7 separate regions of the Mus musculus genome follow, and regions 1, 2, 4, 5, 6 and 7 are each linked to region 3. Evidence: chromatin contacts called from public HiChIP or PLAC-seq and promoter capture Hi-C data. All regions are on one chromosome and are shown on one strand. Each heading gives the region's core, a stretch centred on a gene start, on an enhancer-like site or on the middle of the called end of the contact. The rest is flanking DNA. Distances are from core to core; before and after follow the strand shown. Region 1 has its middle 34 kb from the start of 1700012D14Rik. Region 2 has its middle 36 kb from the start of Gm33098. Region 3 holds the start of Usp47 (ubiquitin specific peptidase 47). Region 4 has its middle 17 kb from the start of Gm33145. Region 5 overlaps Ctr9 (CTR9 homolog, Paf1/RNA polymerase II complex component). Region 6 holds the start of Ctr9 (CTR9 homolog, Paf1/RNA polymerase II complex component). Region 7 has its middle 31 kb from the start of Gm33098.

Region 1 (4,122 bases), core at 633-3,132, 870 kb before region 3:
TCTTTCCTTGGCTGACTAAACCTGCTGCTGAGAACTGGCCTAAGAAATACTCTTAAATAAGTCCCAGGTGCTAAGATGCGTACTAGAGACTCCTACATGATGGTAGAAAAACACCAATATCCACTAGTCAGGTCAGTTATGGCAATTTCACTAAAAGCAGTGGTTCTCAAATCTTTCACAGGGGTCACATATCATACATCCCACATATCAGATATTTACATTACAATACATCACAGCAGCAAAATTACAGTTATGAAGCAGCAATGAAAATAATCTTATGGTTGGGGTCATCACAACATGAGGAACTGTATTAAAGGGTCACAGCATTAGGAAGGTTGGGAAGCCCTGCTAAAAGGGCTACTCTGCAGTCACTGAGCTGGTGCTGGGGAGATGGCTCAGACAGGCATGAGGACCTAAGTTCAATGCCCAGAATCTACACAAAAAAGCCAGATACAGTAGTATGCATCCAGTAGTGGGAGGTAGGGACAGGGAGAGCTCTGGAGTTTGCTGGCCTGATTGGTGAGCCCTAAGAGAAGAGACTCTGTCTCTAAAGAATGACACTAAACCAAGATAAGAAGCTCCCAAGGATGTTACCTACCTGAGGTTGTCCATGAACGTCCACATACACCTGGACACACACATACTCGCACACACAAAGACAAGCATATAAAATATGAACACACACACACATATCTGCACACACACACACACACACACACACACACACACACACACCCCAAAGACTATTCTATGTAGTGACATGGCAACTGTTTATGATTTAGCATTAAGTCAAAGGAGGCATGCAGAGTCCTGCCTATGTTATGACATACTATGACAGGTGTGTGTTCATGTCAGAGGCACCTTTAGGCACCTTCTGGTCCCCTGGGTACTCCATGTATATTAATATTATACACTGGCTTATGGAGAGGATTCTCCAATCTATTATAACTTGGCTTATTTTTTGACCAGTTATAGATGCTTGGCTAGGAATCTTTGAGATGAGCAGAAATTGAGACGAATTTTGATAATGTCCAACTCCTGTTGATGGGTGAATAATCTAATAAATATTAGCAACCAAAAAAATTGAAATAAATATGGGATGACCCTTCCTTTCCTGTTGATAAAAAGCATTGCCAAATTTTGTTTTGTTTTGTTTTTGTTTTTTGAAAAATGGTCTCAGCAAGTCAAGAGATGAGCCTAAAATGTAGCTGCCTCAGGTGAGGGAGGGGCTCTAGAGATTAAAGCTACCTTGGAGGCAGGGCCAGGGAAAACCCTATTGTGAGAACCAAAAGGCCCGGTGAGACACTCAGGGACACTGGAAGCTATCTACAAGCTACCCAGAGGCTGGCTGACTTACAGAATCCTCACCGCAGCCCACAGGGAAACTGTTGTGTCCAAAACAGATCGAGCCAGAAACACGTGATAAGACAGTCGTTTAAAAAGAGAAGTTTAAGAGTCACCAAAGGGCCAGAAGCAGCTGTGACAAGGGATTAAGAGCCCAGGAGGTGAGAGCAGAAACAGGGAATCCAGGAATTGGCTAGAACAGGTGCTGCTTGGGGTCCTCCTGGGCAAGCTGAGGGAGGAGAGCAGTGGAAATAAGGGTTCGGGGTAGGGAGTGGGGGTAAAGGTTCCCCTGAATTTAAGGGTCCTCACAGACACCAACAGTATACAGAAGACCATTCAGAAATCTCTCACCCTAGCTTGGGCTCAGAATGAGAAATCAAGACAGAAATTCCCCTGGTGAATCAGGCTGAGCCCAAGGGGAGGGGAAGGCTGTTTAGAGATAAGGATAAACCCTATTGGGTGCTTAGGTAGAGAGACAAGTCTAGGCACTGGAGCCCAGGCTCTGTGAGTCCTGCGTGCTCAGGCCTGAATGAAAAACTAGGTTTGGGGGAAGAGACTGGCTGGTGAATCACAAGTCCCAGATGTGGGGCACACACTGCAGGCAGACCGTGGCTGCTGTCAGCAGATTTGACCACAGCCTGGGTTAGCTGACAGGCTCAGGACACCGGCCCTGGTTTTAGGCCAGAGAAAGGAAGAACTGCCCCTGGACCCTCCAATATGAAAGCCACAGAGCCCCACAGAACTCCATCTGGGTGAGCAAAAGTATTCAGAACCAGGCTTTACAAGTTGGTTTTATGATGCATCTGGGCTGAAGGTGAACCACCCCAGTCATTAGCTCACTTCCCCTGGGGCTGAATTCCGCAAGGAGCCAGGGGAACGGGTTTCTCCAGCACACACAGACCTGTCCATCAATGTTTGCTCAGAAAAATCCTTGGCACCTCAGAGGCTGTCCCTGGCTCACCTCTGAGACCATGTGCTTTCTCTTGCAGGCAGTTTTGCTGGCTGTTCCCGTAACGGACAGGACAAAGGGACTATATTAAGGCTTCCCTGGGTTAGACAAGATTGGAACACGTCAGATGGCCAACTGCTAGCACATTGTGGTGTCCAGTATCATATATCTTTTCTCCCTCCCTCCCTCCCTCCCTCCCTCCCTCCCTCCCTCCCTCCCTCTCTCTTCTCCTCCTCTATCCTCCCTCTCTGTCTTTCTGTCTCTTTCTCTGTGTCTGTCTCTTTCTGTTTCTGTCTCCATTTCTCTCTTCCTCTCTCCCTCCCTCCCCCTACCTCTCTTGGTGTGTGTTCTTTAAATTCCAGCTTAGCAGCCACATGATTTAGGTTACTTCTGTCCTCCTAAAATAGGACTCTGGCCACGTCTCCAATGGAGGCCCCGGCAACACACGGGTGGGCTGGCTGCCAGGGCTGGCGGAGGGAGATGTGGGCTGGAAATAAACTCATCGTGTTTGCTTACAGCTTCTTCCCCCCACCTCACCGGTGAGTCAGATGGCTTCTCACCCCACATTTTGCTCTTACCCTCTTTTCTCTTCAGGGGTGGGGGTGGGGTGGAGGATGCTGTCAGGTTTAAAATACACCCTCAAATTATACGTATTTGTATGCCCATATACAACAGGGACTTGTTCTTTCTTTAATGCAATACAGAATTATTTTTGGCTTTTTCAGGTTCATTCTGTTTTAAGTCATCCTTGGCTAGGAAGTGAGCGCCAGGAGTTGAGAGAGTGAGATCTCAAGTCCCCACCCTGCTCCTTAGTAACTGTGGCATTTGGGGCAAGGCAGTTCACCTCTGAAAGCTTCTTTCTCAGCTCTCGGCCTCCCTTGGGCAAGGCCTTCTTTGTAGCCCCGGAGTATGACCCTTGACCTTCATTCCCCAGGCTTGTCCTGACAGTGGGTTAGGTCTGTTTTATAAATGTTTTGGAAACGTGTGCCATTCCTGGGAGGGGTACTTCTCCCTAGTTTATCTTCTCCACCTCCACTCCCATCTGTTTCTCCGAATTCTTCACAGTTACTCAGCCGTGTCTGTGAATGAAGTGTTGGGAACCGGAGACAGGCCATCTCTATCTGGTTTTCAGGATGCACTATCTCCAGAATGCCACTCACAGCATCTCTGTATCTGCTGCTTCCCAGAGGTGGTTCATAAATTCCCAATGTGTTTGTTCGTCACGTGGTGAAATCCACCATTTCTTGCTTTAGCCACATTTAGGTATCCAGTGCAGTGACCTCAAGTATGTTACAGTGCTGTGGAATCAGCTCCTGCGCCATCTCTAGAACCTATTTATTTTGTAAAACCAAGACTGCATCCAGTCATCTAGCTCTATAACCATTTCCCCTCCCCTGCCCTTTCTCATTGAGTCTGACTGCCTCAGCTAAAGGCAACCATACAGTTTTATGACTTGTGTCTTCAAGGATCATCCAGACTGTTTTGTGGGGAACTGAGAGAGAAGTTTTCAGAACATCTCAAAATTAGATAGAAAAGACAACATTTTTTCCCAGAAGCCACTGTGAAGGAAAGACTGAATGGACTATACACTACTTTATTTAGGTATTTTTTTTTCATACATACATACATACATACATACATACATACATACATCTTGCAGGACCACAAAGTTACTTTCTTAAAACAGATGTAAAACCATGTGGTCTATCTGCACAGCTGGACCTCAGCTGAGCATGCAGAAACTGAAAGACACCAGCATATGACGTGTAGAATGGGATTACAGCTTTCTTCCCAAATGTTTATTTCTCTTTCACAATTTTCCTGGCGAC
Region 2 (4,141 bases), core at 118-2,617, 780 kb before region 3:
ACCTGCTCTACCTTACCAAACTTCCTGGCATGGTTTTACATCTCACAGGGATCAAGAAACCTGGAGAGGAGCCATTCTCATGGCTGGATCTAACTCATTAGATCTGGTGATGATGTAGCTCTGCTTTGCCTTGTCCAGACAAACTCTCATCTTCAGGGACTTACCATGGGAGCTTCCAGAATTCTGTTCTATTTCTGGATAGGATAGCTAACATGGTCAGATGAATCGTTTCCCTTTTAAGCTGTTGGCTCTTTAAGCACTTATCAGGGAAAATGGATGATGGACAAAAGAGGTCATGGAATAAAAAAGAAGCTGAGGATGGAACTCACTGTTGGTAGAGTGCTTGCTGAGCTGGCTTCAGCTGGAGAGATGGCTCAGTGGTTAAGAGTACTGACTGCTCTTCCAAAGGTCCTGAGTTCAAATACCAGCAACCACCTGGTGGCTCACAACTATCCATAATGAGATCTGATGCCCTCTTCTGGGGTATCTGAAGACAACTACAGTGTACTTACATGTGAAAATAAATAAATCTTTAAATAAAAAAAGGAATCCCCGACTTCAAACCTCAGTGTGCCATAAGTCAGGTCTGAGGCTGCATACCTGCAATCCCAGCAGTTGTTAGACAGAGGCGGGAAGATAAGAGGTTCAACGTCATCCATGGCTCTGTAGCAACTTTGAATCTAGCCTTGTCTCCATAATGATAAAAAAGAAAGCAGTTAGTTCACATTAGAAAGTATGCTAGCCACACCCACTGACCAATAGGTGACAAACTCCACTGTTACAGGAACTGATGGTGTCACGTTCACAAAGCTGTAATGCTTCAAGCCTAAATGATGGAACGGATAGAGCACAGTAGAGGGGAAACACTGACAAATTTGTTTGTTATTACAATTAAGTTAGATACATGCAGATATTAAAGCAACTATAATCTCCTTAAAACTAAAACAAATATACACATGGAAGTACAAACACCACCACAGACATTACACTGAGATAAACTTTATAAATGTATAAAATTTTTTAAAATCCATAGAGTCAATAAAATTCAGGTTAATCTTTGTTTAACACAACAGTGACGTTTGCTAAAGCCAAGTCTTTGAGTGCTGTGGAGACCGAGGCTGAAGCAAAGACACGTGATTTGGCTGTGATTTGCTGAACATGGAGAGTGCCACACAGTGACTCAGCGCATTGGTCATTTTCCTCTACTTTGAGCTGCTGCAGGGCACTGTGAGGCCATTTGTCCTTCCCTTGGTGGTGAACACACTGTGGGGAAAGTTCATCTCATTTATTCTGCATTACTACTTAGCTGTGGCAGTTACAACAGAGTTCTATTGGGCCCCAGTGTTGTTGTAAGCAAGCCCGAAGAGCCATCAGCTCAGAGGACTAGAGCTAACGGCAGGTGGACACTGATTATACCTCCTCCAACAATTCACATCCCACACGTGGAATAGAAATTCTGTGTCCAAGTCAGTCATGCAGTTGGTCCAGAAGATAATTGTATTGATTCGATTTAGAATTTCATTAAAATAAAAACACAAATGAAAAAAGAACTCTGTCAGAAGCTCGCAAGGTGGTGCCAGGGAGATGGCTCATCGGGCGAAAGCTCTTGGCACAGAAGCAAGAGGAACTGAGTTTGAATATTTGGAATCTGTATAAAAAGCCAGGCATGACTGTACAAGTGTCTGTAATCCCGGCGCTTCGGTGGGGAAATGAAATCAGGAGACAGGAGAATCCCTAGGCTAGCAGGCTGAAGCACACAACATAAAAAAACAACAAAGAGATCTTGCCTCACTAATAAGGTAGTCACCGGAGTCTGACACCCAAGGTTGTCCTCTGACTGCCTGTATTCACACAGACATGCCTGTATGCATGTCTGTATTCACACATACAAAGTGCAGGTATATGCACATGCCCACATTCACATATTGTATACAAACACATGTACCACATACAAAGATAAGTTAAAAAAAACCATGTTTATGAATTAAGAGAGGAGGTCTACATGCCCCAGTCTGAGAGATGTGGGCGTGAAGGGCTGTTGACGTAGCTGCCTGCTTGCTATGGGGTAGGGGGTGGAGGTGACAGGCAAACTGTTGGAGAATGGCTGGCCAGTTCCTCCTCCTTCTCAAAGTTGACTTATTCTCAGACTTACTGGGGAAACTTAGGCAACTCAAATACTCATTTGACTTCTGATATTCAGCTATTGTCTTGCCATAGCTTTAAGTTGTCACATCTTTCTTATGGCAACGGTTGGCTGCCATGCTGAGGGCTAGCCACAGGCTGAGGTCTCATGTAGGGGAATCAGGTAACATTTTGTCCAGATAGATTGGAAACCCTAGTCTGAAACTTGTGCTATTTGTTTTTTTTTTTTGATTACATGTGTGTTTATAGCCAGAGGAACTTCAGATATTTCTGGCTCAGGAGAAGTGCATAGATTTTTCAGTAACAAAGGATCTTTTTGGAGTAAGGAAGGAACTGTGACCAGGAAACTGTCCAAAGAAGCCTCAGGAACCTGTATTCCTGCTTGCCATTGACAGGCCGATGAAAAGAACTTTATTTCTCTGTGATTGGCAGTGGTACTGCCTGAATCCAAGGACACATTCTTGTTGTCAATAATATCTTATTGTGGCCTCCGAATCCCTTGGGGTCCAGTGTGACATAGCCACAGCTCTCTGTGGAGGCATTTTTCTGAGGTGGCATCCCTGAACTCAACCTCAAAGTCTTGGTGACGGGCTAGCTCACTTGCATATCACACTTTGCCATCTTTGGCCAGTTTGTCAACAGCTCTTCCAACTCAAGGTGGAGTTTCTCTCAATTCCTAGGTGCAGTCCTCCATAGCCCTGCCAGCTTCAAGAGTCCAAGTACCAAACCCCAGTGGGTACTTCATCTGAGCCCTGCCCCAGGGCTGCTCTCAACCTTGTGCATGTCATAATTGACCCATCTACCTCCACTCCCTAAAGATTTTATTTTTAAATTATGTGTACATGCGACTGACTCTGTGTGAGTATGTGCACATGAGTGCAGGTGCTCTCAGAAGCCAGAAGGGGGCATCACATCCCTTGGAGCTTGAGTTTCAGGTGATTGCGAGCCATTTGAGATAGGCTTTGGGAAATGAACTTGAGTCCTTTGGAAGAGAAATGTGTGCTCTTAACTTCTGACCCATCTTTCCAGCCCCTCTACTCGTACTCTTGAGCCTATTCATTACATTTTCATAATTTCAAGTATATTTTAGGATCAAGAGTGATGTAAATGAACAAATGTGAGCATATATATAGTAATAGCAGGGTGTGTACAGAATTAGAAATCAGCTGTGCAATTAAACAGCCCAGGGGCTTAACTCTGTCTTGTCATTTAGTAGCTCCATGACCTCAGACAAATTATTACATTTCTCAAAGATATTGTTATCTGCAAAATACAGACCATAATAATATCTACTTCATAATCTCTTGATGGGATCATTCTGTCTGACACATGCTTGATGTTCAACAAATGGTAATTTAGTTGGCATGCTATGAATATACCTGTTATAAGGCATAGCAAAACCACCAAGTCAAATGGCTTATAATATTCCTAGGAGCTAAAAAAGCCAGCTATGGTGGCACATGTGCTTGGAATCCCAGAAAAGGGATGGAAACCAACAGACCCCTGGGTTGACAAGCATAATCTACTGGGCAAGTTCCAGGCTACTGAGAGACCCTATCTAAAAAGAAGGAAAAGTGGGGGCTTGAGAGAGGGCTCACTGGTTAGACCATGCTTAATGCTTTTGCAGATGACCTACATTTAGTTCCTAGCACCAACACCAGGCAGTTCACACCTACCTGTAACTCTGGCTCCTGTACTTTATTTTGGCCTCCATGAGCATCCACACACATATGGCATTTGCTACAGACACAGGCACATTCATGTTAAAAGAAAAGTGGCCAGTGCTTGAGGAATGATATTTGGAGTCGACTTCTGCCTTGTACGTGCACACATGTGTGGGGACACTCCCTCACCCCAGCACAGTTGTCCCCATGTCCAGTGAAGACTTACTTTGGTTCTGGTTTGAGAGTTCTTGGTTGTTGGTCCTTTCACATTGAGCCTATAACTCAGACAGAACACCAGAACAGCATGGCTGGGGCTGTAACTAGCAGAGCTGCTC
Region 3 (4,106 bases), core at 327-2,826:
TTTAAAGAATTTTTAGTCTACTTGGATTTTTGTTTTTATTTTGTTGATTGTTTTGGGAGAAGGTATTTGACTGTTCTGGGAGAAGGAGGTAGGGATTGAATTCGGAACGCTCTGTATGCTTGGAAAGTCCTTCACCACTGCAGCCCACCTGTTAAAACATAAAAATTCTAGTTGACATTAGGAAAGATGGAAAATTAGTAGCTGAATTTCAACAAAACCCTTTGTATGGCTGGAAGCTGAAACAGATAAAAATGAGCATTGTATTAGTAATAGTAGTTGAAAATGCACTTCTTCCATTAGGATCAAAATCTTTGTGGGTTACCTTTTTCAGCTTATGACAGCTATTAAAGCCAAGTACAGAAATAACCTGAACACTGAATCAGATATTTTAATAAGTGTTTCACAAAGAATTAGCTTTTAAAAAACTAATGAAACCTAGTCAATCAGAGTGCGTTCACTAAATATTTTCAGTAGGGTTAATGGATTTTTTTATACCATTACTACTTAAAATCTCGTTTATTTTAAATGTCTGTCTTTGCTATAATTTTTAGAATTTGTAGATGTTTTACAGTGCCACAAATAGCAGAATTCTAATAAATCTTACATAACTGTATAGAGAGCTTTTCTTGGGTGTGGGGTGTTCAATAGTAACAAGTTTGGCGAACCAATAGCATAGGTAAAGGAGTTGGCGCTGTGGATGCTGGGTACATGGCACAATGGAATTAACTCAGCAGGCTGTAAGAGGACTAGTTTGCCAAAAGTCTTCATGAAAGACGTCTCACTGGGTCTTCATAATGGAAGGAGTGCGGTGAAGGAAAATGACTAATAGGAGATTTGTTTGGTCAAACACATGGTATTTACCGTCTGGGGAGATTACAAAAAAAAACATATTCAAAAGGACAGCACAGGTTGAAGCGCACCACAGCTCTGCTCTCAAAAGGCTCCCTCAGACTTGGCCCTGTAGGAGGATGACAGCAAGCCACCCAGAAGGGTGCAGGGGAGCACCTCTAAGTGTAGTGACCCCTCTTTAAGGGGCTCCAGGGGCTAGCTGATGGGCACCGAGGTCCCTAAGGAGAGTGGGGCGGCCACGAAAACATGACAGACGAGGACCAGAGCCTTGAGGGCGAAAGCCAGAAAGGCGATTTCTCTACAAGGCGCGTTGTTTACCAGCTCGAGGCCAAAGGTTCCTCAAGTGGGGCTGCAGCGGGGTCGCTGGAGACCAGGAAAGAGTCTGGGGACTGCAGGGCTGAAAGGGGGGCTTTGAACTGGAGCTCGTTCGTGACGCAGGGGCCTCGTCCCTCCCTCGGCCGACAGAGGGAGCCGGAGGATGGGAGGACCGGCTTCCCCGTAGTGAAAAGCGCCTACACCGGCTCTCAACCAGCGTAGCGCGGCGTACCCCGGGGCTGAGCAAGAGGTGAGAAGATCCCGAGCTCACGACGGCCGCCTGCATACCCCAGGCGCCAGACGCCGGGCCGCGCGCCCACTGCGTTGAATTCTCGCGAGAGCGGCGGCCGCCATTTTTCCATTGATTGCCGCGGGCCGGGGGAGGGGCGGCGGCGGCGGCGGCAGCGGCGGCGGCAGCAGCGGCGACGGCGGCGGCGCCCTGGGTCGGTGTCTGCGCGCTGGTGTCTAAGGCCTGAGCGGAGGCCTCCTCAGTTGCTGGAGCGCAGGCGGCTGGGAGGATGACTGTCGCTGCCGTTCTCTCCTGAGACACAGCCGCCGCCACCTCCACCAGGCCCCCGCAGGCAGGGCGGAGACGAGCGGTCGGAGTCTGAGCGATGGTGCCCGGCGAGGAGAACCAACTGGTCCCGAAGGAGGTGAGGGGCCGGCGGGCCAGACTAGGCCCGAAGCCTGCGGTCCGCTCGAAGTCGTGCAGGCCCCGAGCGGGAGGCAAGGCTAGGGCCGGGCAGGCGTGGGGCCGGGTGGACGGTGGGCGCGGCGGGCAGTTGGAGACCGCTGGTTCCCGGGGCCACGTAGCCGAGGGAGAGCTCCGGCTGCGAGGGGCTAACGCATCAAAGACTGGACCCGAGGAGTTGGGTTCTGCTCCCGGGGGTGGGGGGGAGTATTGCGGAGAGAAAGTGGCCTTTGAAGTCCAGACTTCACACACGTCGAGCCGAGAGAGTTAAGAGAGATCGTTTCAAAGAAAACATTCTGGAACAGTTGCCCGTGGGCAGGACGGGGTGACGGTGCTGCTTCTGGGGTTTGACAGCGTATAGCTTACGGGGCTTGTGAAATCGACACCTAAGTTGAGATCTGTGGGAGGGCAGACTTAACTGTTAAAGAGTTGTCGGTCTCCCCACCCCCCTCCCCCCAGCCTCCATTCCCCCTCCTGTTACTTCGTAGTACTATCGGCCAGCCTAAATGGGGCCTACCCAGGATCGTTGAAAAAGTAGTTAAGTGGGGCTTGAACGGGAGGGTAAGAGATAGCCGAGTTAATTTCACCATATGGAGAGACGAAACGTTGTTTTTGTGTGTAATTTTGGTCTTTTTCTGGTGTTGCCAACTTGGGTGACTTAAATTCTTAAAAGCGAGTGACATAAGACTCCCGGACTTCTTGGCTTCCCTTGAACAGTCAGTAGTAGAAGATTAAAGGTAGAATCCTGCACTGGCCAGTGGATTTCGACATATTAATAGTCCGTTGGCTTTATAAATATCCTCAGCATATTCAAACATGTATTTTTAACTGCTGGTCGTCAGGCTTAATGCTTTGGACTTTTATATCTCATATACCTTAAATAGATGCCAAGTGTTAAGTTGAAATTAGGATGGTAGGATCTTGATATTTATACACGATCATTTCGGATTCCTAAATGTTTAGGTTTTGTTTGTTTGTTTTTTAATTGTAGCAATTTGTTGCTACACAGACAACCCCTGGCACAATGCAAAGTGACTTTATTTTGTACCTGAATAGTTAAAATTTCCCATCTTTCCTTAGATGGATAATAAGTTGATTTTTAGGGTTTTGTTTTGCCGTTTTGAGGTAGGATCTTACTATGTGGACTTTGAAGTACAGACTTGGCTGGCTTGGAACTCACTTGTAGATAAGCTGGCCTGGAAATTCTTAAGAGGTTTCCCTGTCTGTCTCCCCCGATGCTGGGATTAAAAGTGTGTGCTATCAAACTCAGTGGAGTGCCTGTTTGCTGTTTAAGGCTGAGTTGTGTGTGTGTCAGTATTTTATCTGTCAGACATCTCTAAGTCTCAGTACAGCAGATAAGCACGAACTAAAGATCTTGCCTCTGGAACAGTTTCAACAACTGAGAGTTAGGAAGTCGGGAATGTGAGTCCTCCTATGGTCCAGTCCGGCATTTTGAACTTTGTACTAAGTAACAAGGAAGGAAGGAATAGGTTTTACGAGAAAGCTAACCTTCATTTCCTTTGGTGCTGGTTTCCAATCTTAAGAAACAAAATTAACCCTTAATTTCCAACATTTAGAAAATAGAACAACAAGTACAACCCTGCATAATATTATATTAATGACTCGGTTTGTAGAAGTCCTGATAGAGATGTGCACATATCCTGCTTTGCACAAACTTACCTGTTGTTTTAAAAACTGATATTGCAATGCTAGTTTCACCTCCGGGACGATTGAACTCTCGATTATCTGAGGAGATCTCCCTTATCAGATGAACCTAACTTTTTTTTCCTTCTGGATGTTATGCTTTATTTCCTGTTCCTGGCTTTCAGTACTTTATCCACAGTTCCTGCTTCCTGGGATATACACCGAAGTGCTCTTGAAATGCAGACTTTTTCTTTACCTAGCCAGATAGTGGTTTTGTTTGTTTGTTTGTTTACTTGTCAGCCTCACTCATTCTTCATTCACAGGTTGCTTCTACTTCCATATTTGCTTCTGAGTTAACCAGGGCTGTATCCCAAAAGGAAGCTAGTGATCTCTTAAACCAAATATGTGGGCTTCTCCCCTTCTCTTCCTTTAGTTAGTTAGTAGCATTAGATACTTTAAAACATGGCCTTTCTCTTGTTTGTGTTTTTAGTAATGAGTTTTATTTTCTTTGTTATCAAATAGCATTTGAATTATACAGTGCTAAATCTGAGGGCAAATCGTGTAATTTAAACCACTTCACTTCTCACAGGAGTGAGAAGTACAGCTC
Region 4 (4,052 bases), core at 280-2,779, 720 kb before region 3:
AGTGAGCCAAGGCACGTGCTGCTAAGTCTGATGACCCGAGTTCAACCTCCAGGACCCACATGGTAGAACCATTTCATGCACATTATCCTCTGGCCTCCACACACACCATGACACGGATATGCTTCCTCTAAGCAAGCAAACAAACAAGTAAAGATAAATATATATTTAAAAAAAAAAGAATTGGAAAGGAGGGAAATGACCTGACATTGGACCTTGAGACCTTGAAACAAGATCAGCCATGGGTGTGTGCAATGGAGAAAATGAAGATGGGAAGAAAAGACAAAGCTTGCTCATTAAGGAAGAGTAAGGAGTGAGGCTGCAGGAGAGAAGCCTGGAGGAGCTAAGACTTGCATTCATATACCTGTGCATTTAGATGTGCCTCTTTCCTCCGTCTCTTCAAGGGCTAGCAAGATTGGCTCTAAGGGACCTAGAGGGGCTGAGATGAGGCCATTGGGCTGCAGCGTGTCCAGCCCTTCAGTGGACATGGCTGTTGTAACCTGTGACACAGATCTGTTTTCATGGCAGCTGTACTTCTGTTTGTCACTCTCATGTACTATCCTGTTTCCAACTGCTATAGTTTGAATATGAAGTGTCCCCATAGGCTCCTGCATTTGGACATCTGTAATCTAGATCTATAGATGATTTAAAACTATCAGCAGTGTGTGTGTGTGTGTGTGTGTGTGTGTGTGTGTGTGTGTGTGTGTATGTAGATTCCTTCCTATGGAATAAAGTATAAAGTGCTCATAAAATATAGACTAGGTATTCAGATGGGCTGATCCTCATTATCATCCCCCTCTGACTCTGGGCCAGCATCAAGGCCTATCCTAGCAACAAGACTCCTGGGTGTGATGGAGGAAGTAAGGTGGTGGTCATGCCGCGATTATCCTGCCACTTGCCACGTGTTTCCTAAGCATTTTCCTCTCTTCTCTCTATTCCAAGTCTCACTCCTGTCCCTTCATTATTTAGACTGGACTGTCAACAGCATTCTTCAGCCTTGGTCTTGCTTCATTTCTCATAGATCATGTCACTGTGACCTTACTAAAATATACATATAACATTGCCTGTCTAAAATCTTTCAGAAGCTCTCCATCTTTTTTTTTTTTTTAAAGAAACAATTGCACTTCCCTTGCTCACCCACTACAGCTCATTGTGGACCTTCCAGATCTGCCTCTCTACCTCTCGTGTGCCTTTTGTATTCCATCACGCCGTAGCCTGAGGTTCTGTTGCTCAAATCCATAATTCCTTTCCCTCCATGGATGCCAGGGAAGCCCTTACTCCTGTTCCAAGCACATTGTGGGTATCACCTTCGCAGGAAGCCCGCTTTGGCAGCAACCTCTGCTTCTGCCTCAGAGTGAATCGCTTTCTCTTCTGCATTTACAGGATTCTATTGTTCTACTTACCATGCTGTACTAGAATCTCTTTTTAAACATTTCTTTCTCTCTTGCTAATTTGCATGCACAGGCAGAACGGGAACTATTTGTTATGCGTGTTCCCATCTCTAGCGTTCGCCAGCCGAGCTTCGCCTTTATCGAGTGAGTGAATGGATAAGGAAACGACGGAGATGAACGAACCCACTACGCACTGGGCACTGTGCTAAATGCTCTCCACGGACGCATCCCATTTAGTTCTCATACCTGGAGGATCAGGAAGAGGGGGCAGAGGGAAGATCAAACACCTTTCTTAAACAGGGTCTTATAACAACACAGTGGGACTGAGATCTGGGGACTGGGATGTGGGCCCGGGTTTGTCTAATTCTGGAGCCCTTGCTGTTTGCACTGAGTTAACAGAAGGAAGAAACAGCAGAGACAGATTCTAGCTAAATAAAAACATCATTCTTAAAAGGACCAGTGCTGTCCAAAAAGGAAATGGGTTACCCCAGAGTTCCTCGTCATCAGAGTAGGAACAGCCAATGCATGGGAGAAACACCCAGAGGGATGATACATGTAATTTTCTAAAAGTGAAGAACAACCATTTGCATGCTAATAGGAAATGAATGTATGTCAGAGATTTCATTCTTATTCAGTGCTAATCAAAGAGAGGAAGGAAATTCTTAAGACGTCGGAAGCTCAAGTGACTGGTAATTCTCATGGTGCCCTTCTCCAAGGTCGTATAAACAGTAAACAACTTCTAGGGGTAGGCTCTTTGGTAGAGCTGTCTACGAGTTGGCCAGGGAGTTCCGGGAAGCAGCTCTCACAATATTTTATTCAGGCTGGGTTGGGGCTTTTTGTGCAGCAGATGCCTGGAAGTTATACCCAGTACACACTGGCTCACAGAGCCAGACTTGGGTGGAATTGGTTTGTCAACAGTGCCTTATCTGGGAGAATAGATAGTTATTCATATTCACCTCAGGAGAAATCAGTAGAGCGTATTAGTCAGTTAGTGAGAAAGCCAGTAAGCTGTTAAAATCAGCACATAGAACATTTAATAATTAGACTTTTTTTTTTTTATTTGAGGGGGCTGGGGATGCTAGGAGATATTGCTGGGCTAAATGCAAAATGGATTAATGGCCACCAGTCCCTTAGATATAACTTATGGGTTGTCATATTTGCCAGATAAGATCACTTCTATCTCTTGTGGGTAATGTAAAATGTAAAAGGTTTGAATGATTCTTGTCAGAGCTGTTCTCTTGCCTCAGAGCTAGAACCAGCTGCTTCAGGACATGGCTGGAGGCTGGGATAGAGGAAGGCCACTGTCACAGAGAATCCTCCCATGTTCTTTGTCATTACAAGGGGGCACTCTCCTTCTATCCTGATGGTGTAGAAAAAGGTAGGGGAGAAGGCCTGGGTCAGAGTTGGGGTTACAACAACTGAGTTAGAATGTACCAGGGGTGAGAGGGCAGCTTTAGAGTCTCATAATAAACACAACCCGTTACTGAGGTTCTGTAGAGATGGCTCATCGGGTAAGAGTATCTGCTGCTCTTCCAGAGACCTTAGTTTGATTCTCAGCACCCATGTGACAGCACACAACCACCTATAACTCCAGTTCTAGGGCACCTAATGCCCTCTTCTGGCCTCTACAGGTGGCAGACATACACATGGTATACATACAAGTGCACAGGCAAAGCTATCATACACATTAATTTAAAAAAATCTGTCATGAAACTTTCCAAACATAAAACAAAGTAGAGAGCCAAGTATAGTGGTACACATCTGTAATTCTGTCACCCAGGAGACTGAGGCAGAATGAGCCAGCCTGGGCCATCCACTGGTGACCTTCCTGTGACCATGTTCTCAGAGGAAATTGACTCTTGCTTTCTCAGTAGCCATTAACCACCAATAACTCTGCTGCTGCTAGGGTCGTAGCTTTAGATGGTTCCCTCATCCATGCTAGGATTTTTTTTTTGATTGATGTTGATACACTATTGGCACGTGTGTGTGTGTGTATTAATATTAATAAAACAATGGTTATTTCTCCATGGGGGTAATCCCCATATATTCCATTCAAACCTATCCATTGCACCCATTGCCTCCTAGCCTCTTCTGTCTACACCACTCTATTCTATCCACCTCATCCCAAGCTAGCCCATTTAGTAACTAAAGTTCTAGATGCCAACTTAATTTGTATTCATTCTTCTCAGGGCAAACCCAGTTGACCAAATCTTATCTGCTACTTGGCTTTGTAAATAAAGTTTTGTTAACAACTAATATACTCTCATTACATATTAACTGAGACTGCTTTCCTGTTATAAAAGCAAAACTGGTCAGTTGCAGTGAAGAGAGTATGTTCCAGAAAGCCAGAATCACTATGTATATAGGCATTTATAGCATCTCAGACCCTCTGAATTATCATTAGAGCAGTGGTTCTCAATTTTCCTAATGCTACAGCCCTTTAATACAGTTCTTCATGTTGGGGTGAGCCCCAACCACAAAATTATTTTGCTTTTACTTCATAACTGTTATTTTGTCACTGTTATGAATTGTAATGCAAATATCTGATATGAAAATGGTCTTAAGTGACCACCAACCCTCAAAGTGTTGAGAACCACTACACTAGAGGGATCTGTTTTTCCCTAAGATATTTGCATAGGAATTAAACACTGCTAAGCATTGATA
Region 5 (4,222 bases), core at 1,081-3,580, 970 kb before region 3:
TACTTCCGTGAAGCTCGTGATGTTTTCGCCCAAGTGAGAGAAGCAACAGCAGATATCAGTGATGTGTGGTTGAACCTAGCACACATCTACGTGGAGCAGAAGCAGTATATCAGCGCCGTTCAGATGGTAACGTCTTTGCTTCTCCGGATAGTTGCATGTAATGTGGAGCCATGGCTTCCTTAACCTTTCTGGTCCCATCATGGACTTTCATGTCATCTCTGATACTGTCTGCTCAGAAATTTATAAGCATGTAATGACAAAGCCAGGTAGCTATGAGCCGCAATTCCACGGATCCATGCCTCGGGCAGGGCAGATCCTCTGACTGACTTTGCTATCTCTAAAGTGGAAGTCTCTTAACCTCAGAGAGTTTTGAGCGGATCCACTATCAGAAGAACTGGGCACTAACCTGTAGAACAAATATCCGCTAAATGGAAGGTTCGGTATTTATTCCCTCAGTTTCTGAAGTGAACCGTGTTTCAGAACTGTTAAGTGATGAAGTTGTTCATGTCGAGTCTCTCCTTAGTGGCTGACCTTGACCTTGACCCTGTGTTAAAGTGTCTTCCCACATCAGCCTCCCAAGTAGCTAGGATTACAGTCAGACGGCAGCCCTGCTTTACTTGCCTTATCTTAGAATTTTACTTTTCCTTCTATGTGTGTGTTGTATGAAAGCACGCCATGTGGATTAGGATGCCTCAGGAGGCCAACGAAGGCTTTATTCTGCTGGAGCTGGAGCTCGGGCTATTGTGAATCACCTGAGCACAGGTGCAGGGAGCCAAGCTTAAGTCCTTTAAGAGCAGGAAGTGTTCTTCATCACTGAACTATCTATCCTGCCCCACTGTTTATCTTTTAAGATAAAAGAAATAGAAAATGAAAAAAAAAGACAAAAATGGAAACAAGGGTTGTATCTGTAGATTTTGTAAGTTTCTCATGTTTGCTGAGTACTTCAGTGTAAGGAAAAGTATACTCGATGTTTTCAGGACATTAAGAAAACAAAGCTCAGCCGGGAAAAAAAAAAAAGAAAACAAAGCTCAGCCGGGCGTGGTGGCGCACACCTTTAATTCCAGCACTTGGGAGGCAGGCAGATTTCTGAGTTCAAGGCCAGCCTGGTCCACAAAGTGAGTTCAGGACAGCCAGGGCTACACAGAGACAGAGAAACCCTGTCTTGAAAAACCAAAAAAAAAAAAAAAAAAAAAAGATAACAAAGCTCTTGGTGTCTGTGAGTAGAGTACCGTCAGAGCAAAAGAGGCTTCTGAACAAAGAGGACAAGAGTAGTTAGTCCAGGCTTCAGGCTTCACGTACTAAACTGATCAGAGGGATTTGCAGAGCTCAGAGAGCACAACCCAGAGCTTGTGTTCTTAGAGACAAGCCATCCCAATCTGCAGAACCTTAGCACTGCCTTCTAGAATGCAAATTAGCCATTAGAGATAGTCCAGAAAATTACCTTGTCAGTTACCTATAACAGGATGTGTATATGCTTGTGGTCAAAAATGTTGTTTATATAAAAATTAACTCTGGGGGTTAGGGAGATGACACTATGTGTAGAAGTGCTTGCTGCATAGTCATGAGGACTAAGTTCAGATTCCTAGTACCCATGAAAAATATGTTCATTTTCTTAGTGCTGTCAGAAGTGGAGACAGGAGAATCACTGGGATAGCAAAACAGGCCATGAGGGTGGAGGGGTGGCAAGCTCCAGGTGAGAAATCCTGACCATGAGATAGGGCAGCCAGTGACAGCAAGACATATCAAGACATCTGACATCTTCTTCTGGCCCCTGTATCCACCCCTCCCTTCACACACGTGAGATACAGATCTCAGACACACACTAGAGTAAAGAGGTGAAATGAACTCAGATGTTCATTTGCAGGTTGACCAACATACTAGCTGAAGTGTGAGACTTGTATGCTCATTGACACAGATCCCAGAGGAAGATGTTAAGAGTGTGTCACCCAGAGGGCCCAGGTGTGACTTGTCATGGTGGCCATGATGAATTGATTCTGGATTGTGTCCTAAAGATAGGAGAAAGGGGTTTCCCAGCTAAGGTTGAGGCAGGCAGGCAGGCTTAAATCTCTTTACCTTTTACTCAGCACTGGTCCAAATTCCAAGTGGAAAAAGTATTTTGATCCTAGTTTTTCTGTGAACAGATTTTTATGTTGTAAATACGTAAACTGACTAATGTCAGAAGTCAACTCCAGATTAGTCTCTGAAATTAGCCAAATTGGAGTGTCTTTTCAGAGCTTTAAAACTGCTTTGAAATGCAGACACAGCATGAGAATACCTCCCTGCTGTGTTCTGTTGTCGTTTGTTTATTTTTGAGACAGAGTTTCTCTGTGTACTGGCTGTCCTGGAACTTGACCTGTAGAGCAGCCTGGCTGGAACTCAGAGATTGGCTTGCCTCTGCCTCCCGAGTGCTGGGATTAAGGGAACTCGGCAACACTGCCCGGCTCTGCTGTGTTTCTAACCAGCATTTCCTTTCTGTAGTATGAGAACTGCCTCAGAAAGTTCTATAAGCACCAAAACACTGAGGTTGTGCTCTACCTGGCCCGCGCCCTCTTCAAGTGCGGCAAGCTGCAGGAGTGCAAGCAGACTCTGCTGAAGGTAACAGGACTGCATCCGCCCCCGCCCCCGCCCCACCCCCCAAATGGCTGCCTGGCTTTTACTTGTTTACTGAATGCTTTTGGTGGCATTCAGTCATAAGAAGCTACCTGCATTGCTTTCTGTTTACAGGCCAGACACGTGGCACCCAGTGACACAGTTCTGATGTTTAATGTGGCCTTGGTCTTGCAAAGATTAGCTACCTCTGTCCTGAAAGATGAAAAAAGTAATCTGAAGGAAGTCCTTAATGCTGTGAAAGAGCTGGAGCTCGCACACAGGTGAGAGCTCTGAGGAAAGGGGCTTTACAGTGGTTTGTTGCCTTAAAACTGCCTCAGGAGATTAAAAAAAAAGATTTTCCTCAAAAGAAAAATAATAATAATAACCATTAGGGGAAAGCAAGCATTAGAGGTCTAGCTAGCAGTTTAGTTTAAGGTCAAAGCACACAGTTGCCATGTGGTGGCGCCATACTCCAGGCAGAGTCCAGGCAAGTCAGCCTTGAAGCCTGATTCCTAGAGCTGCCTGGCTGGCTGTGGGCTCTCGGGGATTTTCATTCACCTCTCAGCAGTCCGAGCCAGTGTTTTACACTTGTGAGCTGTTTCGTCTCCACTTGTGTTGGTTTCATGTTCTGTTCCAGTGTGTCTTTATGGGATGTTGATTTTCATCAAGCTAGGATTAAAGATCTTATCACTTACTGCTTAACAGATTTATTCAGCTCAGTTCAAATGTGTTTAACCTTATAGGACTTAGCAGTTCAGTGTGTGGTAGATGAAAGCTCCCATCTCTGATGATCAGCTGTGCTATTGTTCATCTCTGTTAATGTTTCTTGCCTCATCTGGTGAAGAGTAAGTGCTCTCGTGACTTCTGCCCCACCCACCGTGCTGACACAGTTAGTTAGAAAGTTTAATGTTTACTACCTGTTGCTATGGTTATTTCTTAGTTTACTGACAGTATTAACTATATTTTACCTTTCTTGATGAACTTCTGTTTATTAAACAGGGCCTTAATATGAGGATTGAGTGAAATATCTTTTATCTTCTATCTTCTTCTTCCATTTAGGTACTTCAGTTACTTGAGCAAAGTTGGAGATAAAATGAGATTTGATTTGGCCCTTGCTGCCTCTGAAGCCAGGTAATGCCCTATTCACAGAAGGTGGCTTGGGGGTGGGGAGCGGGGGACGGGGAGTAGGCACGTTGGGTGTGGATTAGGAGAGTGTGACCATAACAAAGTGGTCCTGGCCTTCTCGGGGCCACTTATTCCCTCACCCACAACACCTTTTCAGATTTCAGGAAATTGATGTAGTCTTCTTAGGTTGTTGGAAAGTGCTTTCTCTTTCTGTTGTCTTTTTGAGGCATGGTCTTGCTCTGAAGCTAGACTAGAACCAGGATCCTCCTCTCATGCTACAAGCACAGGCCTGAGCCACCACACAGCTAAGAAATACGTGGCTGCTTTTCTCACGTTATGTCCATGAATCAAGACAGGAATTCTGAGTTGGGGAACTTGGAACAGTGACTTTAAGGAAAGCAGGTGCTCTTAACTGGATATTATGTCTTTGCATCTGAAATATTAGGCAGTGCTCTGACTTACTGAGCCAGGCCCAGTACCATGTGGCCCGGGCACGCAAGCAGGATGA
Region 6 (3,690 bases), core at 94-2,593, 990 kb before region 3:
AGAATCAAGAAAAGATGGCAAAGAGATAATAGTAGCTTTGGCTCAGCAGAAGAAATTGGGAGAAAGAGCAGTGAATATCTTAAAAAACACTGGCTAGCAGGGATGGAGGGGGGCTCTGTTTTGAGACAGGATCTCTCTATTCTGTAACCCCAGATTAGCCTGGAACTCCATGTATAGAGTAGAATGGCCTAAATTCAGCGCTCTCCTCCTGCTCCTCCCTCCTAAGAGTTGAGATTAAAGACATGTGCCACCACACCCAGTTAAACTAACCCTTTTTATTCCCCATTTGGGGGGGGGGGTTCGAGACAGGGTTTCTCTGTAGACCAGACTGGCCTCAAACTCAGAAATCAGCCTGCCTCTGCCTCCCAAGTGCTGGGATTAAAGGTACATGCCACCACTGCCCGGCCTATTCGCTTATTTATTAAGATCCTTCCCTTGTTTATTCCAAGCACAAGAAACTATTTAATACTCTTCTATAATGAAATCATGAGCTAAAATGTTTTTGAATTCTATAATTTCATTATTTAGGTTTAATAGAATTCTTTTGATTTTATTTAAATCAAACCTAGCAGTTCCTTTTCATTGTGCTCCTAAAGAAATATAAGTACATTAAGAAATATATATAAGCCAGGTGCCCAAGCATATGCCAATAACTGCAGCAGTCAGAAGGCTGAGGTCGGGAGTTTCAAGTCAACCTGGGATACAGAATATCTCAAGAAATAAACAGGGTCTGCAAAAAGTTGCCTGGCTCCAACGCTGTCTATCTGAGTTCGAGCCCTACGACCTTCAGAGTAGGAGAAAACTGATTCCCACAAGATGTCCCCTGCCCTCCATTTGCCACACCATCGCTCGCATGTATCCATATACAAATATGTAACGCAACAAATAAAAATAATAATCCGTGCATTATTACCATAACTTCAGAATTCACTGATTATGTCTATTTAAACTAGTCACAACGACATCACCAGTGTGACTTGCACAAACTGGCTGGGACAACACAAAACGACTGTAAAGCTGATAAAAGATTGAATTATCCCCCAAGAAGCTTAAGTGGCCGAAGAGGCAAGGCACCGCCCATAGAATTCGTCACCAGAGGCCCCGCCCATAGAGGCGTGGTTTCGCCTCACCACCACCACTCCCCGCTCCGGCGCGGGTCTGTGAGGAGCTCAGTTTGGACACCTTAGCGGCAGATGCCGCGTTCCCGAAGGCGCTCGGTCACCTACGGCTGACACAACAACAACCTCAGGACTATCAGTCTTTCCAAAGAAGGACGCATCAGAGCCGCCAGGCGGGCGGAGCTCGCGTGGGACACGCCCTACTGGTAGTGCTTCCGGGACAGGGGGCGGGGCCTCCGGAAGTGGCCGGTCGCGGTCTGAAGCTCGTTGTTTCAGCGGCGGACAGCAGAGGAGAAGCTGGTCTCCGGCAGCTCCGCTGGGTGTGAGGTGTGGTAACCTCTGTAAGGCTGGAAGCCGGGACTGCGATCTGCCGAGCGGCGGGGTGAGAAGCGCCTGCTTTCAGAGCTCACCATGTCGCGGGGCTCCATCGAGATTCCCCTCCGGGATACTGACGAGGTGGGTGCCGAGTGTGCAGCGGGGGAGGGCTATGAACTTGGACGATCCCAGCGCCGATTTTGCTCCGCTTGGTTTTTGGAGGGGAGAGCCGCAGCCGAGCTTCTCGGCCCAGGCACCACTCAGCTGGTCACCTTTCTGGCCGCAAGGACTTCGGGAAAGTTCGCCTGCAGCCTGCTCCTTGTTGACAGTCGGCTGTCTTCCGAGGCGCAGGGGTGTGAGCGCCGAGTAAACCTCACCTCTTACAGAGGGGAGTCAGTGCCCCAGGGGCTACCTGCTGCTCCAACTTGGGATTTGTTTATTTTTTTAAATCTCCCTGGGTATCTGAGAGACGGCTCTTAATGCCATGGAAGAAAAGTCTGTCAAGGCACACTATTAACACAGCTCTCTGGGCGAGATAAGGGGCCCGAGATTTAGCCGCTCCTGTGTGCTGATGGCAACGACCCACTTTCATCCATGGCGTGTGGTTTGTCCGAATAAAGCTCCAGCGTTGCCTCAGTCAGACTAGATTTTACACACTTTTATTTTCGATCGAGGTAGAATTCATTTCTAAAATATGGTGGTCTTGGGTACATTCCAGAATATTTTTCTTCTAATTGTTGGTGCCCACATTTTAGGCATGTATGTGACCCACGATACTGCCTCCGTGATTTAAGTGACCGTTGGTATTCAACTTTGCCTGTCCTCTGGGATAGAGTTTCTCAAGCTCTCAGACCTATGGCATCAGTGTTTCGTTGGCCTATGGGTTGTACAAGGTTTCATTTTGGTTTTGAGTAAGCAAGTCGTTGAGAATTTTATAGTTTTAGCGATGTGAAGAACGACCAACAGGATTTGCCTGCTTTTCTATGCTTTGACCAAACCAGACTACAACCTGTTTGCCATGTGTTTCCTAAATAGGAACATGTATTAATTAGTTCACTCCATTGAAAGTGAGTACATACCCTTTGTGTATGGGCATTGATGAGTATTCAAAACACGCAGAAGAGAGAAATTGTGAATTTAAAAAGGAAACGAAACGTTTATTCTGTGTTTTAGGTCATTGAACTTGACTTCGATCAGTTACCGGAGGGAGACGAAGTCATCAGCATTCTGAAGCAGGAGCACACACAACTGCACATATGGATTGCCTTGGCGGTCAGTATTCCTAGAGCAGATTTTTCTGTTGACTAAAAAAACATAGGATTTTGGTTCTCAAGTACAGTAATAGCCCACAGGATTAAATCTGTTGTGCATGATTAAATCATCTGTATGAAAATTAGTAGCAGCAGAGGCAGGTCGATCTCTGAGTTTGAGGTCAACCTGGTCTACTTCCAGGACTGTGATGGCACGTACTCACGAACAATGGTTATATTCTCATTTATGGAACAGTAAGGTCAGTTTCCCAACTACAACTCTACTGGTAAATTAATGTCTGTTGATAAAGGTGAGAGATTCATTTAAGGTAAATAGTTCTCTATATTGAGGTTTTAATTACTTCGTGGTAATTCAATGAAACTTAGCTTATGTATAGATAGAATAAACATTACTTTCCATAGCTTTTCTTCTAAAACATTCTGGAAGGTGATTAGGCTCCAAGCTAATGCAGAAGAAGGCCCTTTTGCAGTGAAATTTATCTCGGTATCACGTTTTTTGTCATATTTGTTCCTGCCTTCATAATATGAATGCTACTAGAAATTCTCAGCAAATTCAGTGTGGGAACCTATAATTTTAGACACTCTACTCCCTGGCATTATGTTTCCTTTTTATGAGCAATTGTAAGATAAACTATACTCACTATTCCTAAACTTGTATGCTACAAGTGGCTTTCATAGAAAGATACATAAGAAGTTCCAGCCGGGCGTGGTGGCACACGCCTTTAATCCCAGCACTCGGGAGGCAGAGGCAGGCTGATTTCTGAGTTCGAGGCTAGCCTGGTCTACAAAGTGAGTTCCAGGACAGCCAGAGCTATACAGAGAAACCCTGTCTAGAAAAACAAAAAAAAAAAAAAGTTCCTAATGTTACCTTGATGGTCAGAAAAGTAGGTTTAGAATTGGGCACATATTCTGCTCAATTATGCTATGGATTGAATCTAGGTCCTTGAAAATACTGGAACACTCATCTTCTAAGGTGTATCCCCAGC
Region 7 (4,129 bases), core at 1,132-3,631, 840 kb before region 3:
CTCTGGTAGGAAATTACTTTATTAAATCAATGAACTTCAGAACTTGCTAGTGAACGTCTAGCTCCCATTTTCAACACTATCAGTAATGATAAAAAGAACACCAACTGCCTATCTAGTATGCAGGACTTGCAAAGCACTTCACATTGTGCTCAGGCCACTTCCTCAGACACCCCATAGGCCTATCTCTGTCCCTAGATGAGAAGATTGAGGTTCAGGGACTTTCCCAAGTTTTATTAATTTTATTTTAATAAGTAGATGCTGAGATATGAATTGGTTCAGTCTGACATCTAAGTCATGCTTTTTTTTTCCCCATTTGCCATTTAGTACAGGCTGACTTGTAACTCTCTATGTAGCCCAGGCTAGCCTCAAACTCAGGTACCTCCCTTCATAGCCTGTTACAGGTATGAGCCACCACGCCAGCTTTCTTATTGCATGTTTAGAAGTAACAGTGCTTTGTAGTTCTTCTGATTGTACCATTACAGGTACTGAGCTTAGAGGCAAAAAAATCCCGAAGGATTCTGAGAAAGCTTTATTGACAAGAGGGAACTTTATTTGGCTTCCTAAGAATGTGGGCTAAAAAATATCCGGAGATCACACCCAGGGGAAGAGGAGAGTCCTTTGAGGCAGGAGTATACCTCAAATGTTCTCAGAACACAAGTACCTGGGGAACAAGAACATTTGGGAGGGAGACTTGGGTGTGGGGACACCTGGTAAGGACACACGACACTCCATGAAAGCAAGTCCCTGGCTGTATCCTCTCAGTAAAGAAGGAAATGAACAGCATCTATAGGATATTAGCTTGTTTCTGCTACATAAATGGAGTCATTCAGACAGAAATTTCACTGAGGAAAACACAGCGGTTTTGATAGAGCAGCTGCAAGCCATCAGCTAATCTAACATTTGCTTGCTTACTAACAGAGCTGCCTCTGACACTGCCCAGGTAAGTGGTACTGTAGTGACTGGTAGAACTGGAAAGAGTCAGCAACTGAGCAGCTCTATAGGCTAGCTCTGTAGTGGCTAGCTTAGCTGGTAGCAATTGAGCAGCTCTGTAGGCTAGCTCTGTAGTGGCTAGCTTAGCTGGTAGCAATTGAGCAGTTCTGTAGGCTAGCTCTGCAGAGGTTAGCTTAGCTGGTAGAGTACTTGCCTAGTGCACACACACAAGACCCTGGGTTCAATAACCTAGTACCAGGGAAAAAAGCCAGGTTCCAGATCTAGCCTCTGTTATTCATGGAAAGAAAGCAAAAGTGATGTCTTATCACGAAACTGGAAATTCAGGCTAGGGATGTAGTTCAGCCTGTAGAGTGCTTGTGCAGTGTACACAGAGTCCTGGGACTGAGTCTCTTGTGCCACATAACCTAGGTGTGGTGGCTCATGACTGGAATCTCAGCACTCGAGAGACACAGGAAGGCCAATCAGAAATTCTAGGCCAGCCTGGGCTACATAGTGAGTTTCAGGCTAGTTTGGGCTACATGAGCCCTTTTAAAGGTTGATTGAATATTAGAATGAAATAGTGGGCTGACAGTATATATAAGCCCATCATCTGTCATGCTGGGATGCTGGGGAAAATTCTGAGTTAAATATTAACTGAACTACTTACTCAGAAATGTAGTTTTTTTTTTTAAAAAGAAAACCATTTATTTGTGTATTTATTTATTTGAGTATTTATATTTATTTGTGTATTTACATTTTGTACAACGGAGTATTTTTCCCTGCTTGTTTGCATGTGTATATGCCTGGTACTTGACAAAGCCAGAAGAGGGTGCCAGATGTGGGCACTGAGAACTGAACCTGGGTCCTCCAAAAGAGCAGCAATTGCTCTAGACTGCTTAGCCATCTCTCCAGTGTTGATCCCCATCCTTGGCCCCCCCAAACCAAACCTGGTTTTACTATGTAGTTGTGGTGGGACTAGAACTCAGAGAAATCCTCCTGTCTCTCTCTCCCTAGTGTTGGAATTAAAGGCACATGTTACCATGCCAGACAAATGACCCATTTCTGTGAATCCCTCTATTTTATCTACCACTTTACAGCTTAGTGTTTCTTTCCCACCAGCTCCTGGAAGACAGAGATTACATGTCTGGCACACAGAGTAATCGCATTTAAGATTCAAGGGAAATAAAAATGGGAGTAAACTCTGATAAGGTACGGGTGCTGGGCCTCTTCTGGAACCCACCCCCAGGGCTCACAGAGAGCATCCTGTGTTGTGTTCATTCCTGATAGCGTCAAGATGGAGGCGAGGGGCCCAGAGAGCTTGGGGACATGTCCCCTAGGGAGGGGAGGGCTCTGATGCTGGTAGTAGGAGGCCTGGAGGCTGTAATGAGGCCTCTAGAGGTCCAAGGAAAGGGCCCCAAGGTCTGCTGGGTCTGACGCAAGCTCCCAAGAGCAGGGCAGTCAGCTGACCTCCTTTGGAGAGAGGCCAAGGCTGGCTGCACGGAAGAGAGAGTGGGAGGTCTGGGAAGGCAGAGAGGGGAAAAACTAGAGAGGCCAGGGGTAGAATGGAGGGAGGAGGTGAGAGAGAAAGGGAGAGGGGACCTGGGCAGAGGGCTGGGGAGGAGGGGACAAGTAGGAAGAAGAATGGGAAGGGAGTGAAGAGAAGAATCAAGAGCAGGACCAGAGGCACTGAGGGAGCAGGCAGAGATGTGAGGAGAGGCTTGGCCCAGTCCCAGAAAAGAGATGGCTCCAGAGGCCTGGCAACTCCTTCAGCTAATACCACATGGAGGGGCCAGGAGTGGGGTGGGGAGGGTGTTCTCTGTTGCATGGTGAGCATCAGGGTAGGGGCTTCAGGGCTTGACCACTAGGTGGCTGGATTTGAGGAAGGGGATATAGGCCTTGGTGAAGGAGAGGCAGGAGACACGGGGGTTGGGGGTGGGGTGGGGGGAATCGAGAGCAGAGCCAGAGGAGAGGGTGCTTGTGGCTGGGTTCTAGCTGAGAACAGATGGAAAGAGGCATATTTGCTTGCCTTCTTTATTCATATGCTTACTGAGAGGCTACAATATTTTGTACCCTGAGCTAGCCCTCCAGGGCCCCGGCATTAGCACTGTGTCTGTCTCCTGCTCTGAGCAGACCTGCTGATAGAAAGACTTCCCAGCAGCATAGGGCTTAGCTGTGTCTTCTTCACTGCCCGTGTCTTGGTTTGCTTGTCTGTAACATCAAGTTTAGTAGGAAAACCCTTCGGTAGGTCTTATTTAGAGGGTTAATGAAGTGGTTTGTAGAAAGCTAATTGCTCACTGGTATGGAGGGACCATCCTGAAAGGGTTTTCCTTGCAACGTCTGAGCAACTGGGTTGTGAAGGAGGAGGAGGTGTTTGCAGAGCAGGAGCTGAACCTTCTGGGCTGAGGAGGTGGAAACGGCAAGGAGGAGTTTAGGGGAGACTGTTGGGGTGATTGTGGCAGAGGCTGGTTTTGTGTAAGCTTGGGACTGTGGGCAAAGCTCACTAAACACTCAGCTTCTGGGGTTTCCTTAGACCTGCTTGGGCCTCTGCACAAAGCCCAAGTGATAGATAAGGAGGAGACGGTGTGTGTGTGTGTGTGTGTGTGTGTGTGTGTGTGTGTGTGCTTTGTTTAACTCCTCAGAGATTTCTGATGAAGTTGTTCCCACTTGATCCATAGACTTGTCCTAGTTTAGGCCTTCTGGTGGTCAGCTGGATGGATGGCAATAAACAGCTTTATCAGTGTGCAGCCTTTAATTTGACCCTTCTATATCACCTTGGCCAAAGGACACTCCCTCTGGGACACCTTCCCTGATGGCACAGGTCTGTCCCTACTGTAGCTGACCATTGCACTATTCTTACACTGAGAAAACCTGGAAAGCCGTCACAGTTGGTGGCTCACGAGCCTTATTTCTCCCTGTGCCTACTCCTTATACAAAAAGACATGGACTGGAGAGCAGGGGGAGGGAGCGATTTTAATTCACAGTGTGGCCAACACAGGGTCATCGAAAAGGCTTCTGCACCAAGTGCCGCCCGACTCTCCGGAGGGTGACTCTGGGAGAACCCTCATGTGGGTCTGGCTTTTTCTTCCCTGTTTTATTTTGCTCCTTAGGGTCCACTCAGAGTCAGGTGATTCCTAAAGAAACTTTCTGGGCAGAGTTACCTCAGTCAGATCCCTCATGATGCTCCAGTGTGTATGAGAAT

The links. Promoter capture Hi-C pulls out the DNA fragments that hold promoters and counts their contacts. HiChIP or PLAC-seq counts read pairs in DNA pulled down with a chosen protein or histone mark.
Region 1: an H3K4me3 HiChIP or PLAC-seq map of bone marrow-derived macrophages shows a contact between it and region 3, with 6 times the contacts expected there. The contact joins the enhancer-like site here to the promoter of Usp47 in region 3. A contact is called at or near these places in 4 of 39 promoter capture datasets (cranial neural crest, embryonic stem cells, frontonasal cranial neural crest and 1 more), 10 of 115 datasets of contacts at active chromatin or transcription factors (bone marrow-derived macrophages, cardiomyocytes, differentiating embryonic stem cells and 6 more) and 1 of 9 other capture datasets (embryonic stem cells).
Region 2: a promoter capture Hi-C map of hippocampal neurons shows a contact between it and region 3, with 6 times the contacts expected there. The contact joins the enhancer-like site here to the promoter of Usp47 in region 3. A contact is called at or near these places in 3 of 39 promoter capture datasets (the 3T3-L1 cell line and hippocampal neurons) and 12 of 115 datasets of contacts at active chromatin or transcription factors (the NIH/3T3 cell line, SST interneurons, embryonic forebrain and 8 more).
Region 4: an H3K27ac HiChIP or PLAC-seq map of SST interneurons shows a contact between it and region 3, with 8 times the contacts expected there. The contact joins the enhancer-like site here to the promoter of Usp47 in region 3. A contact is called at or near these places in 1 of 39 promoter capture datasets (hippocampal neurons) and 8 of 115 datasets of contacts at active chromatin or transcription factors (the NIH/3T3 cell line, SST interneurons, astrocytes and 5 more).
Region 5: an H3K27ac HiChIP or PLAC-seq map of embryonic stem cells shows a contact between it and region 3, with 4 times the contacts expected there. The contact joins the enhancer-like site here to the promoter of Usp47 in region 3. A contact is called at or near these places in 5 of 39 promoter capture datasets (the 3T3-L1 cell line, 3T3-L1-derived adipocytes, cranial neural crest and 2 more), 1 of 484 Hi-C or Micro-C datasets (the HPC-7 cell line) and 6 of 115 datasets of contacts at active chromatin or transcription factors (the NIH/3T3 cell line, bone marrow-derived macrophages, differentiating embryonic stem cells and 3 more).
Region 6: an H3K27ac HiChIP or PLAC-seq map of cardiomyocytes shows a contact between it and region 3, with 5 times the contacts expected there. The contact joins the promoter of Ctr9 here to the promoter of Usp47 in region 3. A contact is called at or near these places in 6 of 39 promoter capture datasets (the 3T3-L1 cell line, 3T3-L1-derived adipocytes, cranial neural crest and 3 more), 3 of 484 Hi-C or Micro-C datasets (CD8 T cells, the HPC-7 cell line and embryonic stem cells) and 7 of 115 datasets of contacts at active chromatin or transcription factors (astrocytes, bone marrow-derived macrophages, cardiomyocytes and 4 more).
Region 7: a contact with region 3 is called in an H3K4me3 HiChIP or PLAC-seq map of embryonic forebrain, with 7 times the contacts expected there. The contact joins the enhancer-like site here to the promoter of Usp47 in region 3. A contact is called at or near these places in 11 of 39 promoter capture datasets (the 3T3-L1 cell line, 3T3-L1-derived adipocytes, cranial neural crest and 6 more), 13 of 115 datasets of contacts at active chromatin or transcription factors (T-cell acute lymphoblastic leukemia, bone marrow-derived macrophages, cardiomyocytes and 10 more) and 1 of 9 other capture datasets (embryonic stem cells).

What each region holds. Positions count from the first base shown.
Region 1 is chr7:111,154,764-111,158,885 of GRCm38.p6, forward strand. No RefSeq gene overlaps it. Among named protein-coding and RNA genes, the nearest start is that of 1700012D14Rik, 34 kb to the left of the region's middle. Within about 2 kb of position 1,883, at least 202 of the 459 cell types and tissues checked have an H3K27ac peak or open chromatin away from gene starts, as enhancers often do. A contact at or near this core is called in bone marrow-derived macrophages, cardiomyocytes, embryonic limb bud and 2 more, where this site is marked.
Region 2 is chr7:111,244,039-111,248,179 of GRCm38.p6, forward strand. No RefSeq gene overlaps it. Among named protein-coding and RNA genes, the nearest start is that of Gm33098, 36 kb to the left of the region's middle. Within about 2 kb of position 1,368, at least 23 of the 459 cell types and tissues checked have an H3K27ac peak or open chromatin away from gene starts, as enhancers often do. A contact at or near this core is called in hippocampal neurons, where this site is marked.
Region 3 is chr7:112,021,930-112,026,035 of GRCm38.p6, forward strand. Usp47 (ubiquitin specific peptidase 47) reads left to right here and starts at 1,577. Exons shown (of 29, transcript NM_001357952.1): 1 at 1,577-1,817. The coding sequence starts at 1,779. It also overlaps Gm3960.
Region 4 is chr7:111,300,447-111,304,498 of GRCm38.p6, forward strand. No RefSeq gene overlaps it. Among named protein-coding and RNA genes, the nearest start is that of Gm33145, 17 kb to the left of the region's middle. Within about 2 kb of position 1,530, at least 27 of the 459 cell types and tissues checked have an H3K27ac peak or open chromatin away from gene starts, as enhancers often do. A contact at or near this core is called in SST interneurons, forebrain and hippocampal neurons, where this site is marked.
Region 5 is chr7:111,046,786-111,051,007 of GRCm38.p6, forward strand. Ctr9 (CTR9 homolog, Paf1/RNA polymerase II complex component) reads left to right here. Exons shown (of 25, transcript NM_009431.2): 16 at 1-126; 17 at 2,479-2,595; 18 at 2,725-2,870; 19 at 3,649-3,720; 20 at 4,160-4,222. Among named protein-coding and RNA genes, the nearest start is that of Ctr9, 20 kb to the left of the region's middle. Within about 2 kb of position 2,331, at least 12 of the 459 cell types and tissues checked have an H3K27ac peak or open chromatin away from gene starts, as enhancers often do. A contact at or near this core is called in embryonic stem cells and liver, where this site is marked.
Region 6 is chr7:111,027,608-111,031,297 of GRCm38.p6, forward strand. Ctr9 (CTR9 homolog, Paf1/RNA polymerase II complex component) reads left to right here and starts at 1,344. Exons shown (of 25, transcript NM_009431.2): 1 at 1,344-1,574; 2 at 2,607-2,705. The coding sequence starts at 1,530.
Region 7 is chr7:111,177,405-111,181,533 of GRCm38.p6, forward strand. No RefSeq gene overlaps it. Among named protein-coding and RNA genes, the nearest start is that of Gm33098, 31 kb to the right of the region's middle. Within about 2 kb of position 2,382, at least 101 of the 459 cell types and tissues checked have an H3K27ac peak or open chromatin away from gene starts, as enhancers often do. A contact at or near this core is called in 3T3-L1-derived adipocytes, bone marrow-derived macrophages, embryonic forebrain and 1 more, where this site is marked.